Linked DNA regions of Mus musculus: regions 1 and 2 are each linked to region 3. A link is a contact called in public Hi-C and HiChIP or PLAC-seq data. All regions are on one chromosome and are shown on one strand. The core of a region is the stretch at or near the end of the contact, and the rest is flanking DNA. Distances in the headings are between cores, read along the strand shown.

Region 1 (3,153 bases), core at 480-2,979, 110 kb after region 3:
TCCACTTTATGAATCAATGTAAACTGCTTACTTCATTTTACCACAATGTAACAACTTAAACCAAACAATCCTTGCACCATAGGATCAAAAGCTCTTGCCACTTTAAGCAGCAGTGCTTTCTAAATATGGTCTTCTGACCTGCTGGCATCTGTATTACCTGGGACCATGTTAGAAAAGCAAATTTGGGGATTGGACCTAAAACCTAATGGGAAACACTGAGAACCGAGACCAGCAGGTTCTGATGCACAGTCAAGTTGGAGAGTTTTTAGTCAAGTGCACCAACTCTCGACGCCTCTGCCTTGGCTTTGGAAACTGATCTCACTGTATCATTTTTATTTATTTCCCAGTGATAATTCCTCACTTACTTGTCTCGAAATGTCAGTCCCTTCTCATGTTTAACCAAACCCTGAACCATTTTCCCTTTCCTTTCTTAAGGCAGTACCTCTTAGATTGCTCAGGCTGGTCTTAATTCCTTAGCTCAAGTGATCCGCCTCAGCCTTGCCAGTAGTCACTATTATACACAGGTGCCACGTCACCCAGCTTCCATTTCCCTCCCCAATTTCAAAGCAGGCATTTCCTATCTTTTCCCTACAAAAATGTCTCCAACAATTTTGTAGTCCACGTTTTCCCTACTTAACTAGTTCTTTGTAGTTAGTACCAACTGGCTTACATTTTAACTATTTGTTGGAGTTTTTAAAAGGTATATAGATTTCCCTGATCTTAGGATAGTTCAGGGCACACAGTACTTCCTCATAAAGTCTTGCTAGTGTGTTAAGTCTTACTGACTCGATGAAGTGTGGGGATGGGAACACAAGTCAAACTACTATTTCAAAGATCTTTTATATCTTCCTATGCCACCAACTGATATGAGAGCCACACATTTGTAAAGCCTACAAGCACTGCAACAATAACCTCAATAGCTAGCTATCAAGCCAACAAACTTAGTTTTCAACTCACTCAGGTGATAAAACATGTTCGCCTTAATGCAGTTGTTCATCTGAATTTGACAAGCTCGGGAAGTCTGGGCACAGGACCAAGTTTAAAATGTAACGCTGTGAATCAAAACATTCCAAAGACGTATGTAAACATACTATTTATAAGTATGAAATAGTAGAATTTTAATTTTTTAATTTCTCGAAGACAGGATAACGATGGTAAGAGGATGACAGATGAACAGTCATCGGTACGCTAAAAGTCTCTTCCAATAAACACAGGAAGAAAACACAGCAGCTGCTTAGCTGACGGCTTTGATGACAACTGAGGCAAATTGACATGAAAGCATAAGACCCGGGGACGACCTCGGAAATGGTTTTCTGTGCCAGGGAAGTGATCTGGAAGTCAACACAACTTGTTTTAAAGGCGGAGTCTGAAGGTTGGTCTGACCTGTCTGTATGATTGATGCGGAAAAAGCCAAAGTTGCCGTGGCGCGGAAGAAGAGACGAAGCGTGGGCGTCTCCCTCCGAACCAGCGTCACCTGTGTGATGCCGCCCGGGGCCAGACAGGACCAAACACACTACTCACCTCTCCCACTCCGAGGCTGTGGTGAAGTCTGTGATCTCAAACACTTCGGACTCGGGCTGCGGGGACAGAGAAGAGCACAGACAGTAAGCTGCGGGCCACTGACGTCGGCGGCAGAACTCTGTGACAGAGGCACCCAGGGCGCAGAACTCACCTCACTGTCCGCCGCCATCTTGCGGAGCGGAGCGTCAGGCCCCGCGCGAAGGCTGTCGGGAAGAAGGGAGCTAGGAGGAGGGCACTGAGTGGCCGTGGGCGGGGCCTCGGTGGGTGGTGGGTGGGGCCCCGAAGCGGGCCCGCCTACAAAGGGCCTGCTGGAAGGTGGGAAGACCTTTTTCCTCCAGACAGAAAGATCTTAGTGTGGCATACGCTCTTCTTCAAGGTGGTTTAGTAATATTTTTTTTAAAATTCTGTTGGGGCTAGAGGGATAACTGTGCAGTTAAGACTACCCGCTGCGCTTTCACAAGACCTATGTTCGATTTCCAGCACCTGCATAGCAGTTCACAACCATTTGTGATTTCAGTCCAAAGGGATCCTGTACCTGCTTCTGGCCTCGACTGACACCAGGCATGCACGTGCTGCACAAACAGATTTACATGCTGACGAAACACTCATGCACATGAAATAAAATTAACAAGTATTGTTTAAAGAATTAAAAGTAAAAATAATAAGAGTATTTTGTAGACTCAAGAAGAGCTGATGAGCCGAGCGTGGTGGCACACACCTTTAATCCCAGCACTCGGGAGGCAGAGGCAGGCAGATTTCTGAGTTCGAGGCCAGCCTGGTCTACAAAGTGAGTTCCAGGACAGCCAGGGCTACACAGAAAAACCCTGTCTCGGAAGAAAAAAAACAACCAAACAAACAAAAAACAACAACAACAAAAAACAAAAACAAACTGATGAACATTTTGAAATTGTTACATGACATTCACATCCACAGATGTATTGGGCTACATTCATAAATATCTTGGGGCATATGTAGTCCTATATGGCAAAGACCCTAGATATGCATGGTCACAATTGTATTTAAAAACCTCTTTGAGTTTTCATTCAAATGGGTTTTTTTTTAGATTTATTTATTCATTTTATGTATATGATTACACTAGAATGTGTATGAGTATATTTATTTTATGTATATGAGTATACCAGAAAAGGGCATCAGATCCCATTACAGATGGTTGTGAGCCACCTTGTGATTGCTGGCATTTGAACTCAGAACCTTTGGAAGAGCACTCTTAACCACTGAGCCATCTCTCAAGCCCTTGGTTTTGTTCTTGAGATAGGGTTCATAAGCCAGCCTCACACGCCTTGTGGTGAGAAGAGCGAACTGGAATTCTGATCCTCTTGCCTCCTTTTGAGTATCCTGACTGCAGTCATGTAGCACCGTCTTGGATTGTATGGTGTGGTGGTAAAGACAGAAGCGAGGACCATGCATGCTAGGCAAAAGCTCTACCAACAGAACTACATCCTCAGCTCTTGTTCAAACTTTACAACTCATAAACACTGACCAAGATCCTTAAACCCACTGTCTCCTTTCCTAACCCCAGGAAAAGAAAATCTATACAACTAAACTTATTGTTTTAAAAAGCAGCCAGGCATGGAAGTGCATGCCTTTAATCCCAGCACTCAGGAGACAGAG
Region 2 (3,438 bases), core at 689-3,188, 100 kb before region 3:
TTGGCTAACATTCTGACTTCATGTTGCTCTGTTCTGCTCCCAGGTACTTACTCTGTAAGATTCTGACCCTATTAAATGTGCTAACATGACCCGCTTGCCCTTTCCTGTGAGGAGGTTACACTCCTGCTCCAGGACTCTGCCTTGGATCATGCACAGTTTCTAGCCCACTCCAGTTTCCATTTGGCTTTGCCTTAGTAGCTGCACTGGAACAAGCACCAGGAAGTTGGACTGGACTTCATTTCAATTATGTGAGTTTATCTGTGACCTCTCTGCTGACTTCTCATTTATTTATCAATTTTGCCAATAGTCTCTGAGCTCCTGTACCTCTCTCTGCTTTATCTCTCTTTGGCTGTAGAGGCAAGTGCTCCTTTATGTATAAATTCATGACAATTTTTTTAAACTAAATCTCACTGGAGGAAGTGGTACACTCCTTTAATCCCAGCACTTGGGAGGCAGAGAGGTAAACTCTCTATGAATTCAAGGCCAGCCAGGTCTGGTCTACATAGTAAGTTCTAGGACAACCAGAACTGAACAGTGAGACTGGTTAAGAGTTCTTGCTACTCTTCCAGAGGACCTGGGTTTGGGTCCCAGTGCCCACATTAATCACAACTGCCTCTGACTCCTGCTCTGGGTATCTAATACCACCCACTGGCACATATACTTACATGCACATACACACACATGGATGCACACATACATAGAATCAAATATAAAATCTTAAACAATAAAGTTATGTTTTGTTACAGTTTACATATTTTCTAAATATATTTTCCTAAATTAATTATTATTTAGCATTAAAATATACTGGAGTGCTTCTTTGAAGCCAAAGAGCTTCGTTACTGACATGATAATAATTTGGTTGTTTATACGTTTTGAAAAATATTAAAATGTTCCAAGTTACCATATTCTTTAAATAACACTGGGTAAAATGTTATCTCTGAAGTGTTGGCTTGTGAGTAGGAGGGAAATTATACATTACTGTGTTATATAAAACTGACTCATGAGTGGGTGAAAGATCCTGAGAATACCAGGACACCCACACTAGAAAAAGCCAATATGTGCTGTTCCTCTTTATACCATGTTCCAACAGTCTGCTTAATGAAATACTGTTCATTAAACAAATCTCAGTAATTTCTTCATTGCCTTGGTGAGTATGCTTTTTTAAAAAATGAAATAAAAATTTTAAATCTTGAAACTTGTTCATAAGACAGAAAGCTTAATTTCATATTTGAAGTAATTTGCTGTGCTTCCATTTTTTGTTTTTGTTTTTTACTTAAAAATCAAAAGAATAAAGCAAACTAACATTGAAAGTATTTTAGGATATCTTTAAATTAAAATATCAGTACATTAAGTAATGTTTTTAGAAAATCAGATCCCCAATCTGATAAACAGATTAAGCTATTTTACTGACTGTATCATATATTGTTCATGCCTCATATTCAGTCTTTTTGATAATTTAATTTTAATAACAGCACACTTCTGCATGGTAGCATTAAATAGTTCTCTGTTGCCCAAAAATGTTGGATATCACAACAGGCTTTCTCTTTATGGAGAGCTTTCTGGTGTTCGTTTCTTTTTGGTTGGTTGATTTGGTTATAGGTTGTTGTTCTTCTCAAGCAACAGTAAAGTGAAAGGTTATTACAGAACGGAAGCACGGTGAGTTACCTCAGAAGCAGAATGACTGTAGGCGGAAGTAGAGTCGGCCAAGTAGCTACACAAGCAAAGATGTACATTTCATTTTGTGGAGAAGAGTTTGAATATTCATATCCTTTCAGGAAAGATTTTGAATATTGATGGTTTTGTTGGTGAGAAAGAGACTTATTGTTCATGCTTCCTTTACATAGGCCTCAAAATTAACATATTACGGAGAGGGTTTAATGAGGCAGTCAGATTCATAGCCATCTTAGCAGTCACTGGTCTGAATCAGTTTGCCCTTGGCTTCCTGTTTCTCTACCCACTTACCCACGAAGTAGAGTTGCCCACCTGTTGCCTGGAGTGTGAAGCCTGGTAGTTTTGTTTGTTCTCACATTGTAGCTACTGCTGCAGAGCCAGCAGCTAGGGTCCTACACTGTATCCCCACAGGATTTCTTTCTTCTTAATCTTAGGGGTACAGGTCCACTTGTAGGTCTGTTGAAAGCTTGCATGGGACTGTTAACCGTACTGCTGGAAAAACAGAGCTCCCTGAATGCCTGTTCCAAGGGCCTAGTGACAGGGCTTAGATTTTCATACTTGTCATTAACTTGAGATGGAATTGTTTGTATCCTAGAGGACACAAATTTCACCAAAAGTCTAAAAGACTGCTAACAATATTATTCCCATTAGAAGTCCTGAGAGGCATAGAAACCAAGTTACTCCATGTAGTAAAGCTCTTGCTTCCCTATGATAAACCTGGTGTTTGGATGTGGGCAGCAAAGCATTATTGTGAGATTCGTTTTAAAGATGTTAAATTATTTGTGTAGATAGTTGTGTGTGAGGAGGGGGAATTGATTTTCTCAAATTAAGGTTGAAATACCTTGCTTCCTTTCTGGGATGACTTCAAATAAGTATATGATTCCCTGGTATTTTGGGCACAGAGAGGCTCTTGGGAGACAGAACTGAATGACAGTGGCTTGTAGTCAATAAGTTCATTGCCCGATAGTAGAACATACACAAAAACTGTGCTATAATGTAATAGACGTCACAGTGGAAGTGTGTTGACAGCATACAGAGTATCCTGACTGCATCTGGAAGCCAGAGTCTGGTCTGGAACTAATTCTTAGAGGACTATCCCAAACTGGATCTTTAAGGTTGAATATGCATTTACTAATTGAATAACATGGGATATAGGAAAGGAACTTTCATGAGATACTTGAAGGCAAAAGGAACATAGCACGTAGAGAGATTTGTTAAAGGGGAATATAGGTGTTATTCTAGAGGGTTTTTTTTTTCTCTTATTTTTATACAATAGCTTTTTTCACAATTATGTATGTGTGTGTGTATGTATGTATGTATGTATGTATGTATGTATGTATGTGTGTGTGTCCACGCCCCTGATTACAGGATTTCCCTATGTTGTATAAACCACCCTTCAATGTCCTATATAGTCCAACTGGTCTTGAACTTGAAATCCTACTGCCTCAGTCTCCTAAGTCTTGAGATTGCTATTACCATATATTTTAAAGATGTAAATTAGGCACAAGATTAATTTATTAGCATGTAGTCTGTTAAGGTGGTAGCCCTGCTTTGTGTGCTAGAAAACTAAGGCACAGAGGTAAGCTGCTTTCGTTATGCTTACCAGCAGCAGTGCTGAAAGCTGCATCCTTTTCCTTACAGAGCATGAGCTTAAAGAACTCATCACTGCTCATGGGGCTGAGAACAGGGGCTGAGAACAGCACAAAATGAGGCTGGCAGCTTGTTCATGAAGAACTAGAGGAAAGTAGCTGGAAGCTGGGAAAGCAA
Region 3 (3,264 bases), core at 483-2,982:
GAGACCTAACTCCTACAAGTTGTCCTCTGACCTCCACACGTGTACTATAGCACCCAAGTGTCCACACAGATCCACATCATACTTATGCATAGTAAATAAACATTATATTTAAAAATGCACATGGCTGCCAAATTAAAAAATTCTGTACCTGAGAGGGAAGCTAAGCAGAGAAAAGCTTAATATTTTTTGAGGGAAAAGGAAAACATGAGACTAATTAGATGCCAAGGATAGACCCAACATTAGACTAACAGATCCCAGAAAATAAGGAAAGACAAAATGGAAAGGAAGAAATTATCAAAGAAATCATGAAAATGTACAAGAGGAAAAATGTTATTCACGTGGCATAGAGTATCCTGAGTGCAAGTAGAATTTTGAGGCATATACTTATAGATTATATAGACACAGATAGATGTACGTAATTATGAAGTTTTAGAATACTAAGTTAGAAGTTAATGAAACCCTTAAAAACAAAGGAAAGCTTTTCTTTTTTCATTTGTGGGTGTCAGTGTGCTTTGTGTCTGTGTGTTTGTATGTTTGCGGGTATGTGAAATACATGTGGGAGTGCACATTCATGTGTATGCATATGCATGTAGTAGTCAGAATAAATATTTTAATGCTATTTGAAAAATGTTTCCTGGTCAGTATAATGTTTTAATATGAGTGTCATGTAGTTTATATACAATGTGTTTACAATTTGGCCATGGAAGTATTTTTCTAGGTTTTTGACTTAAAATACTATTTTATTTGCTAAAATTTCTACATATGCAATTCCCCTTTTTACCAGATGCACATCTAAGGAAGATAGTGTATAAAGTATATTTCTATTTTATAACTTCTCTATCTAATTTCCTCACCCGAAGCCTCCTTCACGGGGCTAGCATAAGGGTTGAATGAGTTCAGCACACAGTACGTGCTAAGCAAAGACACATAGGAAGTATGTGGCTATATCCATTCAGTGCATGACTGTGTTCATTCCACTGAGTTATGTGTATTTATGAAGAGTGACACTATAATTGGATTCATTTCCAGTCAGTCTGGTTAATGAAAATGCTAAGTTCTTTCATTTAGGAAGAACAGTTGTTTCCCCATTTCATAACTGTTGGCTGATTTCAGTTTGAAAAAGAGAAACAGCATGATATTCGATCATTCTTCTTACCAAAACTGAAAAAGAGACAGTTAGAAACGACCTGTGATGACCCAGAGGCATTCAAGGAGAAGATTACAGTGGCCTCGGACCCTAGAAAAATGGCTACAAGTGATAGCACTGCTGACAAAAATGGGTGTGAGCCTGAAGCTAAAAGGTTGAAGTCCCTGAGCACCGAGGACCACAGCAGTGCCCTGGAGGAAGGACCGTCCTTGCAAGCCAGAGCCACATCCATGGAAGTTGTCCATGAGGTCAAGCCCCCATTGGCTTCTCCAGCCCTTCCTGAGAAGGGATGGCAGTGTGGCTTCTGCACATTCCTCAACAACCCAGGCCTTCCATACTGTGAGATGTGTGAGAACCCTCGGAGCAGAGCTGGTGAGTGTACGGAAGGTGGGGATGAGGCTGGCAGGGAGGGTGCCCTAAAGACCACCCAAGCCTTTGGGTAGTAATGTTACAGAAGTGCCTCATGACTCAGCAGGGCCTACAGCCCTTAAAATCGAATAAGAAGTTCCCTGAGTAAAGACTGTCGATTCATCCCCTGTGGAATGTGAATGACTCCTGGTTCTGTCAAGAATATATATTCTGAGTGCCACTGGCTTGGCATTAACTTGGCACAAATGGGCATTTCTGAATAATGTCAACAGGATGTGAGCTCAGTGGGCAGGAGAAGCCTTGTTGCTATGGTAGCAAATGTGCTGCCCATCACAGACCTGCTGTTATGAAAGAAGTAGATATTCTTGTTTTTTAAGGAAATGAGATGGTTTTTATATTTAAATAGAATCATTTTGTAACTACTTGGCCTGCTCAGTATTCATTGTGCCATATTTCTTCCTTGACAACTCATAAGCTCTTCTTCAGGTCTTATTAAAAGAATCTAACCAATACATGCATGCAGAATAAATACAATGTAACAGAAAAATATCAGAAATATTAGTATTCTCACTGTTTTCAGTTCCAGAGAATATTTTTATGGCAATGAAAAAATGCCACATTGACAGTTCTGGAAACTAGAAATAGGTTATTTTAACAATGGTATAGTTGTTCACAGTGGTTCTCCTCTATATTCATTCTTCTAACAGCAGGCTCTAACCAGGACAGAACTAAGAGACTCTAATGTTATAGTTTCCCCACCCCTCCTCCTCTCAGTGTTAATCCGAAGGAATACAGAACCTGAGTCTTTCCTCTCTCACTTCTGAGAGCTCTATCAAAATTGACAAGTGGCCGTCTGGGTAGCTGTATTTGTTATGTGGGCACCTGTTCTCTGAAACAAAACTAGAACCACACACTCTCTCCATGTGATGTCCTTGCCACAGTTAACATGACCCCCTGCAATCCCAGCTGGTGCAATCAAAATAAAGCAACTTGTAAAGTTAGCTCACAGCAAGAGTAGAAAGTGACTAGCTTAGGAAAAAAAAAAATCCTAGTTTATTATGTGTTTGATAGTTCTCATTTTCCCTTTTGATGCTAGGAACAACAGTGAAAGTTTCTAGACCTATGATTGAATAAGCAGCCTGCCAAGAAACCTGAAGAAATAAACTCCAGTTGTGAGCGTGAAGTAGCCTGCTTAGGGAAAAGATAAGAGTTTCAAGTAACAGTGCGTTTCAACACGACAGTGCTCAGGTTTACATTATTACAATTGGCATAATGAGCTGGTACCTTGATTTGTTTGTACCCACAAGGTATTAAAGGGCAGAATGAATACTAATTAAAATTTTAATATTGCTTTCTTAAAACTCTTGAAGAAACAGTAGAATCCAAAAGCATTAAAGGAGCCATATGGTTGCTGCAGTTTGTGAAAGCTGCTTTGAAATCAATAGGGCATAGTATACACTGAATGATAATATCAACAACCAACAGCTGAAATTGCCCAACTTTATATCTCTGATTTGAGTGCCAGAGTGGTTTTATCCAATGTAACCTACAAAATCTTTCTGCTTTGGTACCCAGTGGGGCCCTCAAGGTTAACATGTTCCAGGCTAGAATTCTTAGGGCTGAAGAGGTAGTCAGCTTCTTGCTGCATAAGCATTAAGATCCAAGTCTGAGGCATGGTGCTGCCTTTAATCCTAGCAGTTGAGAGTCAGAGCCAGGTGGATCTCTGAGTTTGGTATACAGAGTGAGCC

Evidence for each region. A called contact is a pair of places that touch in the nucleus more often than the background predicts. HiChIP or PLAC-seq counts read pairs in DNA pulled down with a chosen protein or histone mark.
Region 1: a contact with region 3 is called in an HNF4G HiChIP or PLAC-seq map of pancreatic cancer cells. The contact joins the promoter of Rab3gap1 here to the enhancer-like site in region 3. A contact is called at or near these places in 1 of 39 promoter capture datasets (embryonic stem cells), 3 of 115 datasets of contacts at active chromatin or transcription factors (double positive thymocytes, memory CD8 T cells and pancreatic cancer cells) and 3 of 9 other capture datasets (adipose tissue, liver and pancreatic islet).
Region 2: a Hi-C map of cortical neurons shows a contact between it and region 3, with 3 times the contacts expected there. The contact joins two enhancer-like sites. A contact is called at or near these places in 1 of 39 promoter capture datasets (hippocampal neurons), 7 of 484 Hi-C or Micro-C datasets (bone marrow-derived macrophages, cerebral cortex, cortical neurons and 3 more), 4 of 115 datasets of contacts at active chromatin or transcription factors (the HPC-7 cell line, the NIH/3T3 cell line, memory CD8 T cells and 1 more) and 3 of 9 other capture datasets (adipose tissue, liver and pancreatic islet).

The regions. Positions count from the first base shown.
Region 1 is chr1:127,867,349-127,870,501 of GRCm38.p6, reverse strand. Rab3gap1 (RAB3 GTPase activating protein subunit 1) reads right to left here and starts at 1,729. Exons shown (of 24, transcript NM_178690.4): 1 at 1,673-1,729; 2 at 1,522-1,577. The coding sequence starts at 1,690.
Region 2 is chr1:128,075,556-128,078,993 of GRCm38.p6, reverse strand. The region is part of intron 2 of Zranb3 (zinc finger, RAN-binding domain containing 3); the gene reads left to right. Among named protein-coding and RNA genes, the nearest start is that of Zranb3, 25 kb to the left of the region's middle. Within about 2 kb of position 1,938, at least 38 of the 459 cell types and tissues checked have an H3K27ac peak or open chromatin away from gene starts, as enhancers often do. A contact at or near this core is called in cortical neurons, where this site is marked.
Region 3 is chr1:127,974,394-127,977,657 of GRCm38.p6, reverse strand. It overlaps Zranb3 (zinc finger, RAN-binding domain containing 3), which reads left to right. Exons shown (of 21, transcript NM_027678.3): 13 at 1,114-1,519. Among named protein-coding and RNA genes, the nearest start is that of Gm28800, 15 kb to the right of the region's middle. Within about 2 kb of position 1,732, at least 88 of the 459 cell types and tissues checked have an H3K27ac peak or open chromatin away from gene starts, as enhancers often do. A contact at or near this core is called in adipose tissue, cortical neurons and pancreatic cancer cells, where this site is marked.